2 separate regions of the Hordeum vulgare genome follow, and region 2 is linked to region 1. Evidence: chromatin contacts called from public Hi-C data. All regions are on one chromosome and are shown on one strand. Each heading gives the region's core, a stretch centred on a gene start, on an enhancer-like site or on the middle of the called end of the contact. The rest is flanking DNA. Distances are from core to core; before and after follow the strand shown. Region 1 has its middle 58 kb from the start of LOC123406506. Region 2 holds the start of LOC123406347 (probable ADP-ribosylation factor GTPase-activating protein AGD14).

What was found. A called contact is a pair of places that touch in the nucleus more often than the background predicts.
Region 2: a contact with region 1 is called in a Hi-C map of leaf, with 9 times the contacts expected there. The contact joins the promoter of LOC123406347 here to the enhancer-like site in region 1. A contact is called at or near these places in 3 of 6 Hi-C or Micro-C datasets (leaf and seedling) and 1 of 1 datasets of contacts at active chromatin or transcription factors (embryo).

What each region holds. Positions count from the first base shown.
Region 1 is chr6H:175,132,647-175,139,095 of MorexV3_pseudomolecules_assembly, reverse strand. No RefSeq gene overlaps it. Among protein-coding and RNA genes, the nearest start is that of LOC123406506, 58 kb to the right of the region's middle. Within about 2 kb of position 1,750, at least 3 of the 3 cell types and tissues checked have open chromatin away from gene starts, as enhancers often do. A contact at or near this core is called in leaf and seedling, where this site is marked.
Region 2 is chr6H:176,128,675-176,134,219 of MorexV3_pseudomolecules_assembly, reverse strand. LOC123406347 (probable ADP-ribosylation factor GTPase-activating protein AGD14) reads right to left here and starts at 2,797. Exons shown (of 14, transcript XM_045099853.1): 1 at 2,491-2,797; 2 at 2,253-2,366; 3 at 1,212-1,273; 4 at 981-1,068; 5 at 837-898; 6 at 654-747; 7 at 63-536. The coding sequence starts at 2,351.

The DNA of each region.
Region 1 (6,449 bases), core at 501-3,000:
GTGCCAAATTCTAATGTGGTGCGCCACATGTGCCTAGTCATGTTATTTTTGTCGTGATCTGTTACAGCAAACGGGTTTGTGTATGAGTTTCGTGGGTTTTTCAAATTTATGTATGAATCTGTTAATGTCAAGCAAGTTGTTGTACTACAGATGTATTTAAATTGGAAATTTATTCCCACTACTTGATTTATCTCAACATGCAGCATAGATATCTCAGCGCATATTAAGGAAATTTATTCCCACTACTTAATTTATCTCAACATGCAGCATAGATATCTCAGCACCCAATCACATCTAGCCATATCACACCTCATGCAGTCTTACCTCCTCATGTCTGATCAAATATTAAAAAAAAGAAATCTTTAGGATTTTTTGAGACATAAATGCCAATATAGTTCAGCGAAAGTCGTACGGCTGCTTCGTTTTTAACAAAAAACGTATATGTCAATAATGGTTCCGTTTCCAAGGTAATATCGGAACAAGCGCTCTCCCTAAAAAAAAGACCGCCTGCCTCTTTCGACATACCCATATAAAAGCATCAGTTTTTCCCCTTCCAATAAATTGCTCACAACCGTGGAAAAAACAAAGCCATCCTTTTCTGTAGCTATGATCGAGCGACGAGCACGTGATCTTGGCGTGAAGTCCAGTCCTCTCGCATGGCCATCGTTCTAATTAACCTGCAACTCCACTTTATGCAGGCCAGGCCGCGGCTCAGTTGCCGGCCGTCTAGATCATCGCCGAGGGCACAACCGAATCTGCCTGTTCGGGACGTTACTATGCTCCTAGCCTATCCCGCACGCCGGACGGTCTACTTCGCCACCATCTCTTTGACGGCTCGGACGCGAGCCGTGTTGATGTTAGGCCTTTGATTTGCTTGATGCCCACCGTCCGCTGTAACAAGATGGCATAGATTACATCGTGTGTCTAACCTCGTTATATATAAGAGGTCAAAGATACAAGTGTCCTATTAGGACACGGTTTTATATCTTGCTTAAACTGTAATCTACCTTGGCTACTATATTCGACACAATTTCAATAAACTCTACCTCGACGAATATTCTTCACCACCGTGCATTATATTTTCACCACATAACATGCATGACTCGATGACCTGTTATACATGATCCTTATGACACGCTTGTCTATGTGCCTCCATAGCATGTTCATGTGTTTCAAGCCTTCTCAACAAATCGATCCCGAAAAACTTCCATTTAACCTGCACAATTTTTCCATGTTTCTATTTGTTCTTGTAGCTTCTTCGTGCATTTTAGCAGAAAAAGATCAAATTCAGCTTGCGTACACACACTCTTGCCCAAATGGGTCAGTCGCTACCGCAAACCGCTGTTTGGTTAAGGTATGCCCCTGTTAAGGTTGATGCTATCTGTGATCTGTCAACAAGAATGTAATGATTCTAGTTAAGTAATGAAGTTGCTTTATTCGCAAATAAAAAACTGCTCATGTAAACACGCAGACCTTGGCACTTTTTTCTACTCCCTTTGTTTCTAAATATAAGTAATTTTAGAAATTTCATTAGAAAGGCTATATATAAAACAAAACGAATGAATTTATATTTTAAAGTATGTCTACATACATTCGTATATAGTTTGCTAGTAAAATATCTAAAAGAAATTATATTTAGGACGAATAGTAATAAACAAATGTCAAGCATGTACGCACACCACCAACTACCGCAGCCCACTTGTGCCTGCCTCCAGCTCCATCCAGCGCGCCACACCGGCCAGCTGCTCCTGGGCTGCACCATGTTACCACACCTTGCAATCCCGTCTCGCTGACGTGCTGCACACCTGGACCTTGGGCCGTCCAGCACAGGCCAGTGCTGCACGCTGGTGTTTCCTCGATCACCACGTCTCGTGACGAGACCACGCGCAGAACACGCGCACAAGGAAAAAGTTTATTTTAAATTCTAAATTCATAAAGATCAGATGAAATGAACCCAAGTTAAAATTTTGATCGATCACATCCCGAACTATATAATTTCGATCTAAATCAAATCTTCAAGTCATTTTTCAAAGAACTGTCGACGTGGCAAAAAATGATGGGGATTAGGCCGGTCCATGCCAATGCGTGCTGCACATTATTTTGCTTCAGGTTTTTCGTTTGTTATTTGTTTTTTTATTTTCTTTCCGGTTGTTTTTTCCTTTCATTTTTATTTTTATTTTCTTTTTTATTTACATTTTTATGCTTCTTATTTCTTGATTTTTTAACTTTTTTTGTTACTGTTTATTTTTTCTATATCCCTTCCTAATAATAAAGAAAATATTATTTTTTTCATACGTTGCTGGTGTTTTTGCAAGAAAACTTTCTGTCTTTTAAGTAATTAACCAACCATTTTTTTACATTTTATGCAAAACCCCTCTATTTAATCCGAACTAATCTGCAGTCTCTCTTTTAAGTGATTATGAACCATTTTTTCAGTTTTACATAAATCACCCTAATATATGTGTTAATCATCTTGCATCTATTAAGAATTAATATATATATTCAAAACATATCTCTTAAAACCGTAACTCTAATTTTAACATGCTATATATGAAATTTGATTAGAAAAATGTGTAGAATTTGAATATTATGTTATTTTACATGTTCATTATTTTTAAAATGTAATTTAGGATGCAACTTAATAGATGATACACGGTACGTCTTTATTTCGCACAGGCATTGGTTGGCAAGGAGCGAGCGAAGGAAAAAATATAGTCCTTGGCAATGCTATATTTGCATGAGATTCTCTTTTTATACATGTTGCGCGATCTAGGACCGTACGTATATACCTTATTTTTGCGAAATCTATGCGTATTTACCATTGGACTATACTATCTTTTTGTAGTGAATATATAAGCAATTTTGTGATGTACATACACTTTTTTTTTGAAAGATCCAGCTTGGAATGTTGGCATATATTAGAACTTAGCAGGTAGGAGAGCGGTTACAGCAAGGCGGGGGGTACGATCCTAGGATCAAGGAGAAAAAGGGAGAGAAACTTAAAAAGAAAAACGAGAGGGGGGGGGGGGGGTAGAGTCGATCCCTCACGGAGGATCCAGAAAGGGGGCTCCAAGAAGAATGCTCCAGCTTGTCTCCATAGCTCAACGGTTCTCGTGATTGCGCATTGTAAGTCTTGTATCTGCGCCTGCTTGTTTGAGAAGGTGCAATCATTCCTGTGTTTCCAAATCTCCCATAAAATCAGTATGATCATCGTCTTGGTAGCCTTGCGGTGAAGTGGTTGGGCCGCCCCGATCATTGTGGTTATCTTCTCGGCTGACCCAGTCTTTGTCGCCCATAAGCGAGGGGACAAAGAGGCGCATCCAGCCCTGGAGGCGGCCTCCGTCCAAATCTGCAGCGTCATGGGGCATTCCCAGAACAGATGTACTGATGTCTCCAGGTTCCGTAGGCATAGCTGACAGAAATAGCCGTTTGGCCACCGACGACGTTGCAGTCGGTCATTGCACCATAACCTGTTGCGAAGAACTAGCCAGCAAAAAATCTTGAGCCTAGGGGGTGCCCAGGTCCTCCATATTAACTTCTTGAAATCGGATGTTAGCCTTCCTTGGAACTGTGCATTGTATGCCGACCTGGCCGAGTATGTTTGTGAGGCCTCAAGGTTCCATGTAATAGTGTCCGCAGTTTCTGCGTGGAGTTGCAAATCTCTGTCTTGTAGCCATCTGTGGAGCCTAATCGCGTCCTCCCAGAGGTGCAAATTGCTACCATGAGCTAAGTCTGCTACCCAGGTGTTGTCCCGAAGTGCCTCTCGCACTGTTCTTTGCTTCCTCCTCGAGTGCTTGAAAAGGGATGGGAACAGTGTCTTGAGGGAACTTGTTCCCGTCCACGAGCAGTGCCAGAAGGATGCCGTTGCGCCGTTGCCTAGGGTGACAGTTGTTGATGCGTTGAAAAGCTCTCTGTCCACCTCGTCGCAGGGAAGATTCATGCCCTGCCAGGCCCTGTCATTGCTCGTCCATTGCAGCCAAAGCCATCTTAGACTGAGGGCCCGGCTGAAACGGTTTAGGTCAAGGATGCCAAGTCCCCCATTCTCCAAAGGGAAGCAGACTGTGGGCCAATTCACTTTACTCTTGCCTCCACCTAACTCCCCGTCTTCTTGATCCCACAGAAAACGGTGCCTAGCTCTATCTATCTCCTCGAAGAATTTCCTCGGCGCCCTTAGCACAGATAATGCGAAAGTGGGTAGAGCTGAGAGGACGTTACGTACTAAGACTCGCCTGCCGGCTATGTTAAGGAGCTTCCCCTTCCATCCCGCTAATCTAGCTCTGATCCTGTCTAAGATGAACTGAATGTGGACGAGCCTAAGCCTTGATAAAGTTATCGGCAGGCCCAGGTAGGTCAGCGGGAAGGCGACTACTTTCCCTCCGAAGGCAGCTAAGATGTGGTGCAGATCGGAGCAGCTGTTGATTTGGACGGATTGATGAGCAGCCCCGATGCTCGCCCAAAGTCACGTAGATAGCCATGAGAACTATGATCTCTTCTGCTGCCGGATTGGCAAAGATGACGGCGTCGTCTGCATAGAGGCTAACTCTGAGGGGAATCCCCCTGCCTGGTAGCGGTGCAATTTCTTGCAACTCCGTGGCCTTCTCAAGGAGGCGGTGGAGGGTGTCAATGGCGATGATGAAGAGCAGTGGGGAGAGGGAGTCTCCTTGCCGTAGGCCCCGTTGATGGGTGAAGTAGCAGCCGGTAGTGCCGTTTAGCAAGATGGCCGAAGAGGCCGTGCAGAGCAGCAGGGACACCCAGTCCCACCAGCGTGCCGGGAAACGTAGTTGCTGCAACACCTCTAAAAGGTACTCCCATGAGACGCTATCGAAAGCTTTAGCAATGTCCATCTTAAGCAGGAGAGCTGGCTGTTTCTTCCTATGCAGTGATCGCACTATATTTTGCACATAGAGGAAACTATCTTGCGTTGATTTGGAGCGAAGGAAAGCAGATTGCGCCGGTGAGATTATGGTACTAATCACCGCGGATAGACGCCGGGAGAGGACTTTGGAGATTAGCTTGGCCACCGAATGAATTAGACTAATCGGTCTGTAGTCCTGGATCGCACTCGCACCGTCCTTCTTTGGTAACAGAATTATCAGGGCTGTGTTTAACTTGGCGAAGTCTCCTCTAGACAGATTGTAGAAGCTAGTGAATGTTGCCATGACGTCTTCTTTGATAATGTGCCAGCAGACTCTATAGAAGGTCCTAGAGAATCCATCTGGCCCTGGGGCCTTCTCTGCCGGTGATGCTTTGATCGCCTCCCAGACCTCTTCCTCAGAGAAGGGGTTGTCTAAGCCCCTATTATGGACAGATGGTAGGTTAAAGATCGACCAGTCCACTTGTAGAGATCGCTCTATCCTGCTACCCATGGAGAGTTTGGAGTGGTTGTGAATGGCCTCCTCCTTGTGCTCGTGCGCCGTAAGCAGGTCGCCTCCTACTCTAAGGCAGTGGATAAAATTCTTCCGCTTCCTAGTAGTTACCTTGGCATGGAAGAACTTGGTGCCCGCGTCTCCTAGCCGGAGCCAGGTGAGCCGAGAGGCCTGTCTCCTGCGAGCACGCTCTAGTGCCGCGAGACCTAGCAGTCGTAGTTTGAGCAGCTTACGGAGGGCATGCTCTGCGTCTGAGAGACGGCGCCTTTCCTGTGCGACATCTAGCCGTAGCACTATCTCTGCCGCCATGTGGAATTGTAGCTTGGCCTGGCTAAAGAAGCTCTTACTCCAGTTCTTGAGCTCTCTTGCAGTCCTCGCCATCTTCGTGGCAAGGCGTTGGAATGGAATTGCATTTGATCTCCTTCAGACCCTTAGCGTCGATGGCTGCTCGAAACCTACCCATCAACCTACGGTTGAGATTTATGTTGCTCTTGGCCCGTGCCTCGTAAATGAGGTTGAAGTCGCCGTTGATGAGCCAAGGATCGTTTGGTGGTGGCGCCGAGAGTGAGAGTTCCTGAAGGAAAGCGTTCTTTCTCGCGTCATCCGTCGGACCGTAGACTGTCGAGAGCCAGAAGTCCTGCGCCTGCCCGAGGAAGGTCACTTTGGCTGTAGTAGCAAAAATCCCTATGGCATGCGATGAGATTGTGACCAGATCCTTGTCCCAAAGGATCGTCGCGCCTCCACTAGTCCCTATTGCCGGTAGAACTATACATCCTGTAAGCCTAGCGCCCCCTATCTCGCGGACTAGTTCCGGTGACCAGGCGGCGATCTTTGTGTCTTGGATGCAAAGAATGGCTGTGCGCTGGGCGGCTGCCAGCTCCCCAACTGCCGCTCTCTTAGCTGGATTGTTCAGGCCCCGAACGTTCCAGCACATGATGGGTTGAATCTTGTTAAACATCTAAAACACAAAGGAATCTCCGATGATTAGAACAGGACGGCCCAGGGCCGACGAAGCACACCACCATCATACACGGTTTGGGCCGGCGCCCACCAACAGCACCCAAGATGCGCCGGCACTCAAGA
Region 2 (5,545 bases), core at 1,548-4,047, 990 kb before region 1:
TCAAGAGTATCTAAAACCAGTGTCTGAGAGGGATTGAAAACACCAAGAGCGACTAGAACAACCTGTGCCTGAGGTGGAGGTTCAATGGTCCTGGCTCCATTTGGTTTTGGAGGGTCAATCGGTCTGGCTACATTCGGCTTTGGAGGTTCACCAATCCGAAGTTGAGGAGCATCATCACCCAATATCTCCCTCACTGGCCGTACAACAGGAGGACTAGATCCATTGGCTTCTCTCTGGTAATTTGGAGACCCAGTCTCTGGCTTTCGTGGTTCAGAAAACCTGCGGTCCTCGAACCTTTGAACTGGAGTTGTTTTCCCAGATCTATCGTCGACAACTTCAAAGTGGCGGGGGCTTTTCTTATAATCATTCTGGTCATAGCCAGGACTACGTTCTCCATAGGAATGTCTGGAATTTCTGTCATCACTCCGTCCACTATAACTCCGACGGTCAGAGTAACTTTCATTATATGGTGGACTTCTTGAACCACCCCGATTTCCATCAGATCTTCTATTTTCGCTATGTTCATCCTTATCGTCCTGAAATATGCAAATCAACCAGCAAATAATGAATTTACAAGACAACAGGATAGAGTTCCCAGAATTGATGGCGGTTATCACAGCAGAAATGCTAGAGCTATAGGGTGCCAGCATCACCTTTCCCCTCGGTGGTCTATCAGAGCTTCTTTCTCCTGTATATCGCCGTTCCACGTAAACATATTTGATGAAATTCCTCAATTTGTCCGTATTACTGAGACCGTAGGAAACAGTCGAACGGGTCAGAATTCTAAAGGCAAAACTAACAAGTTATAACCATGAAGATGGACAAAGAAAGGTAACCTGCTGTCAGGGTATGGATTGCGCTGAGAATCCCATTCCTTGAAAAATATTTCTCTAGCACGCTACAAGTTATGCAAACCCCATGTCAAGTTAAACAAAAATACATGAGACGGAAAATTAAGAACTATAGGAACATGAAAATACCTCATTTCCTCCTCCTTGTAGAGCAGTGACTTCTTGTGCAGTAAATTTAGCCATGGAAACAGATTTCACCCGGTGCGTGAACTCTCGGCTAGGAGGAGCGGAAAAGAAAAGGCAGGCAGTTATTATGGAAGGCTAACTTCAATCATTCCAATTGGGGGTTGTGAACCTGTTATTTAAATTGACCATGATACATCTAAGACAAAATGAAAGAGAACTGAAAAGGAATCTTACTGTGCTCCACTGCAATTGGTACAAACGAAGGTCCAGAAATTTGTGCATACATATTGTGGTCCCTGTTCATACCAATATATGTGGTGCATCAGTATTTCAATCTTTTAGAAACATGCAATGCATACAAATACAAGCAACACAGAACATGGGCAAAATGGCATATATAATTCACAAGCTGGCACTCATAAGTTCCGTTTATGGTGCGAATGGAATAAAATTAGCTCTGGAGAAATGCAGGGAAAACTGAATTGCAGCAAGACAATGGGCACAAATCTGAGCTTATGAATCTTCAAATATGACTTCAATGGACACAACTGTTTCTACTGTCACTCAATCACATCCATGGCTTATCCATTTCACAGAGTTCTTCACGTTAAAAATATTAGATGGTTGCATCATATAAGAGACGCCATGGAGCTACAGAGCATAACAATTAATGCAATTTTATGCATAGCAAACTAGGTAGGTTTCAGTTGTGAACTTGTGATGTCAAAATAAAAGGGGTGTGGCCTTCAAATCAACCCATCCTGCTGCATACTCAGTAGCAAGCACTAGAGGTGTCCCAAATAACGGCAGATATCATGTGAATAGGTATGCTGGGCCCTTCTCCGAATAGAACATGAACAATGCACAACAACATATGGCACCAAATTATGCAGGATGTAAATGTGGCACTAACAATTACGATTTAGTAACATCACTGTTGTGCATCCCAGCAATGAAATCACACCCAATGCACATCCTAAGAGAGTGTGCATAAAAAGGCCTGTATTTTGGACCACGGTATAATCTGCAGACTGAGGCTACATTTTTCTCTAGCCCACCCAACAGGATGATGCTTTCACCCCTGCCAGTCCATGTCCATGAGAACCCTCGTACGCCATGCGCATTCGCGGTTTGACAGAAAAGCACCATTTGCAGCAAACCATGGCGGAGGAAGTCAAACGAGCTCTAAGCCATTCCAGACTCCCAGACCCAAACCCGGCCTCAAATACGACCACATTAAGCAAGCGAACTCGAGCAAACCAGCGGGGAACCTACCAAATTGTTGCAGTTGATGCACCTCTTGTTTGCGGGCAGCTTGAGCAGCCCGCGTATTACCCGCTCGTTCTTCTCGTCCTCCTTCACCCGGCTCGCCATCGCCCGCCGCAAACCCTGCTACAAAGTAGGAAACCCAGCCATCAGCAACCGCCCCCCAAAATGGCCCGAGATCCGGCGAGACCCCGCCAGATCCGGCCGCGATCACCACGTGCGCACCGGTCGATCGACGAGCCCTCACCGGGAGAGCCCTCCTCGGGGGGGAGCAAGCGCGAGATCCCGCGCGGGCGTGCGGAGGAGCGGGGGCCGAGGCGAGTTGGCGGTGGCGACCAACGGAAAGGGTCCCCTCTTTTGTTGTCGCCGCTGAGCTGCTTCGCTGGGGCTGCGCGTGTTAGTAGAAAAAAAGTTTTTCCCTCGTCGTGGGGTTTTATTTACCGGCAGAGGAGAAGAAGGCAGAGCGACGGCTGGCGGTCAACTTGCGGGTGTGGACCGGCTGAAGCCGGTCGCCGGGCGGCGGGACCGCGGGAGGGAGGCGGTCTTTCTAGTCTAGAATCCAGAGGGGCGATGTGGCCGGGGATTTATGGGGCCCGAGTGGCAGGAACGGTGGTGGTAGGGCTGGTTCTCCGGTTTTGGCCTTTTCGTGCGGAGTGAGCTGGACGTGACTGTTCCGTCAATTCTGCCGTGGTTTGTTCTCGACTCGGGTAATGACCCCGGTTTAGGCTAATCACCGACAGGGTTTTTTCATTTTTCAAAAGACCATGCCATCTCGACTTAGCTTTTTTTTTTTACACGGCAAGCTCGTACACTCACCCCTATAAACGTACATGTACACATCTTATTCTATGAGCATCTTCAAAAAAATAAGTGAACATATCATCTTAAGATTTACGATGTCATCGTACGCACATCGTCGTCGACGAAAACGTCATCTTTCGCTGAAGCGCATCGCCGGAACTTCTATAATAAATTCAGGAAAATAATATGAGCATCAAAATTGGAACCCTGTTGTGTTGGGATATCAGAGTCTCTCTGACCATTCAACTACATGTCTATTTGCTCTCGACTTGATTTTTGAAAGGACACTGATAACTGATAAGTGTCATACTTGTGGCACGAATCAATTTTACTTATACGTGTGCGCTAAAAGAGGTCGGACTAAACGTTCTTCTAGCCACCCACTACATCGGTCTTTTTATTTCTCAAAAAAAATGCATGCAAATAGGGACTAATCAGATGATGTGAGTGGGGTTTTCTATTTTTTAAACTTTAAAATGTTTTATCTCTTAAAGGAAAACTTTGTTTGAAAAAAGTTTTCATCATTAAACCCGTTGTAACGAGATCTTCAAAACTAGATCACATATCGATATGTTTGGATGACTTTTTGGGACGTTAAAAGTTGACATGTCTATTGCATATAAATTGTCATCATGGTTATACTAAAATTTTCATGATATATTTCAACTGCTTTTTTTAATATTTAAAATAAATTTCATCATGTTATAAAAAAATAAGAAACCAAACTTACCAAGATAAATTCTAAACTTTGACATTATACATGAAATATTTTTTACATTATTTATGAGTAAAAAAAATATGTCGTCAATTACTTTAAAAATGCATGATCAATAGTTCAAATTTGCATGAACCATAAACTAAAATTGCTACGGTAAATTACTTAAATATGTTATCATGCATGCACTAGAAATTGCCATGGTTCATAGGAAAATATTTTTCTTGTTCAAAATACTAGAATTATCATGGTCAAAATACTAAAATTGCCATGATCTATAGTCAATTTGCCATGATGGATTACTAAATATTGTCATGATCCATGAATTGAATTTATCATGGTTAATTATTAACATTTGTCATGGTCAATTAATAAAATTACCGTAAAAAAGTAGTTGAAATACAATGGTAGCTTTAAATCTAAAAGAAAAAACTAGAGAAACCATGTCCTGGCAACTTTATTATAAACACTATGAAAACTTTACTGTAAACATCATGATAACTTTTAACCCAAAAAAAATCGTCGAAACATATCAATATGTGATCTACTTTTAAAAATCTCGTCGGGGTGAATTTAATGATGAAAACGGATTTTTAATTGAATTTTTTATTAAGAATTAAATAGTTTGAAGTCTAAAAAATCACAAAGGTTCTGTTAATGTCATATGTTTGATGTGGCAAGATGAATAGTTATGAAGGTGTATATACCATATTTCCTCGTGACACTCGTATGAGCGTTATCATTTAGGTTTTGTAGTTATACTTTCTGCCTTCTATAAAAATATGATACACTGCTGAGGTACTCTTAGAAAAAGCTATAATAAACATTACTCACTAATCACTTGAAGGACCGGTGGGAGCAATCCTTCATGATCACAACGGCACATCCATTGCTCCTCCAAATGGAAAAAAATAGACACATGCCTTGATTCATTTACAGCAAAATGTACTGCAGTAAGATTTGGAAGAAACCTAGGTCGTCTTGCTGGATGTAATAAAATCTACAGTCAGGCCCTTTATATATGTCTCATACGTCCAGATAGGCCGCCGGGTCACTTATCGGTCACGAAATTTCGACCCAATCGGGCGCCCCAAACGGGCCTCAAATGCCCGAGATGACTGTGACCTCCCTTATCCAGCCCAAATATGGAACTGATATGGGGCGCCCGGGCATGCCCCCACGTGTGTCAGGCTCGCGTTGGCTTGCATCGACCCCCATATATTTGTTCTTGTCCGCTTGTTGGACCAAACCCTAGCCACTTCACTCCACTCCCCTTCACTCCCATCCGTCTATTGGAAATATGCCCTAGAGGCAATAATAAGGTGGTTATTATTATATTTCCTTGTTCATGATAATCATTTATTATCCATGCTATAATTGTATTGATTGGAAACTCAAATACATGTGCAGATACATAGATAACACACTGTCCCTAGTGAGCTTCAATAGGACTAGCTCGTTGATCAAAGATGGTCAACGTTTCCTGACCATAGACATAAGTTGTCATTTGATAACACGATCACGTCATTAGGAGAATGATGTGATGGACAAGACCCAAACTATGAATGTAGCATGTGATCGTGTCAGTTTATTGCTATTATTTTCTGCATGTTAAGTATCAGTTTCTATGACCATGAGATCATGCAACTCCCGGGCACCGGAGGGATGCATTGTGTGTATCCGTCACAACGTAACTGGGTGACTATAAAGGTGCTCTATAGTTATCCCCGAAGGTGTCTATTTGGTTTGCGTGAATCGAGACTAGTATTTGTCACTCCGTATGATG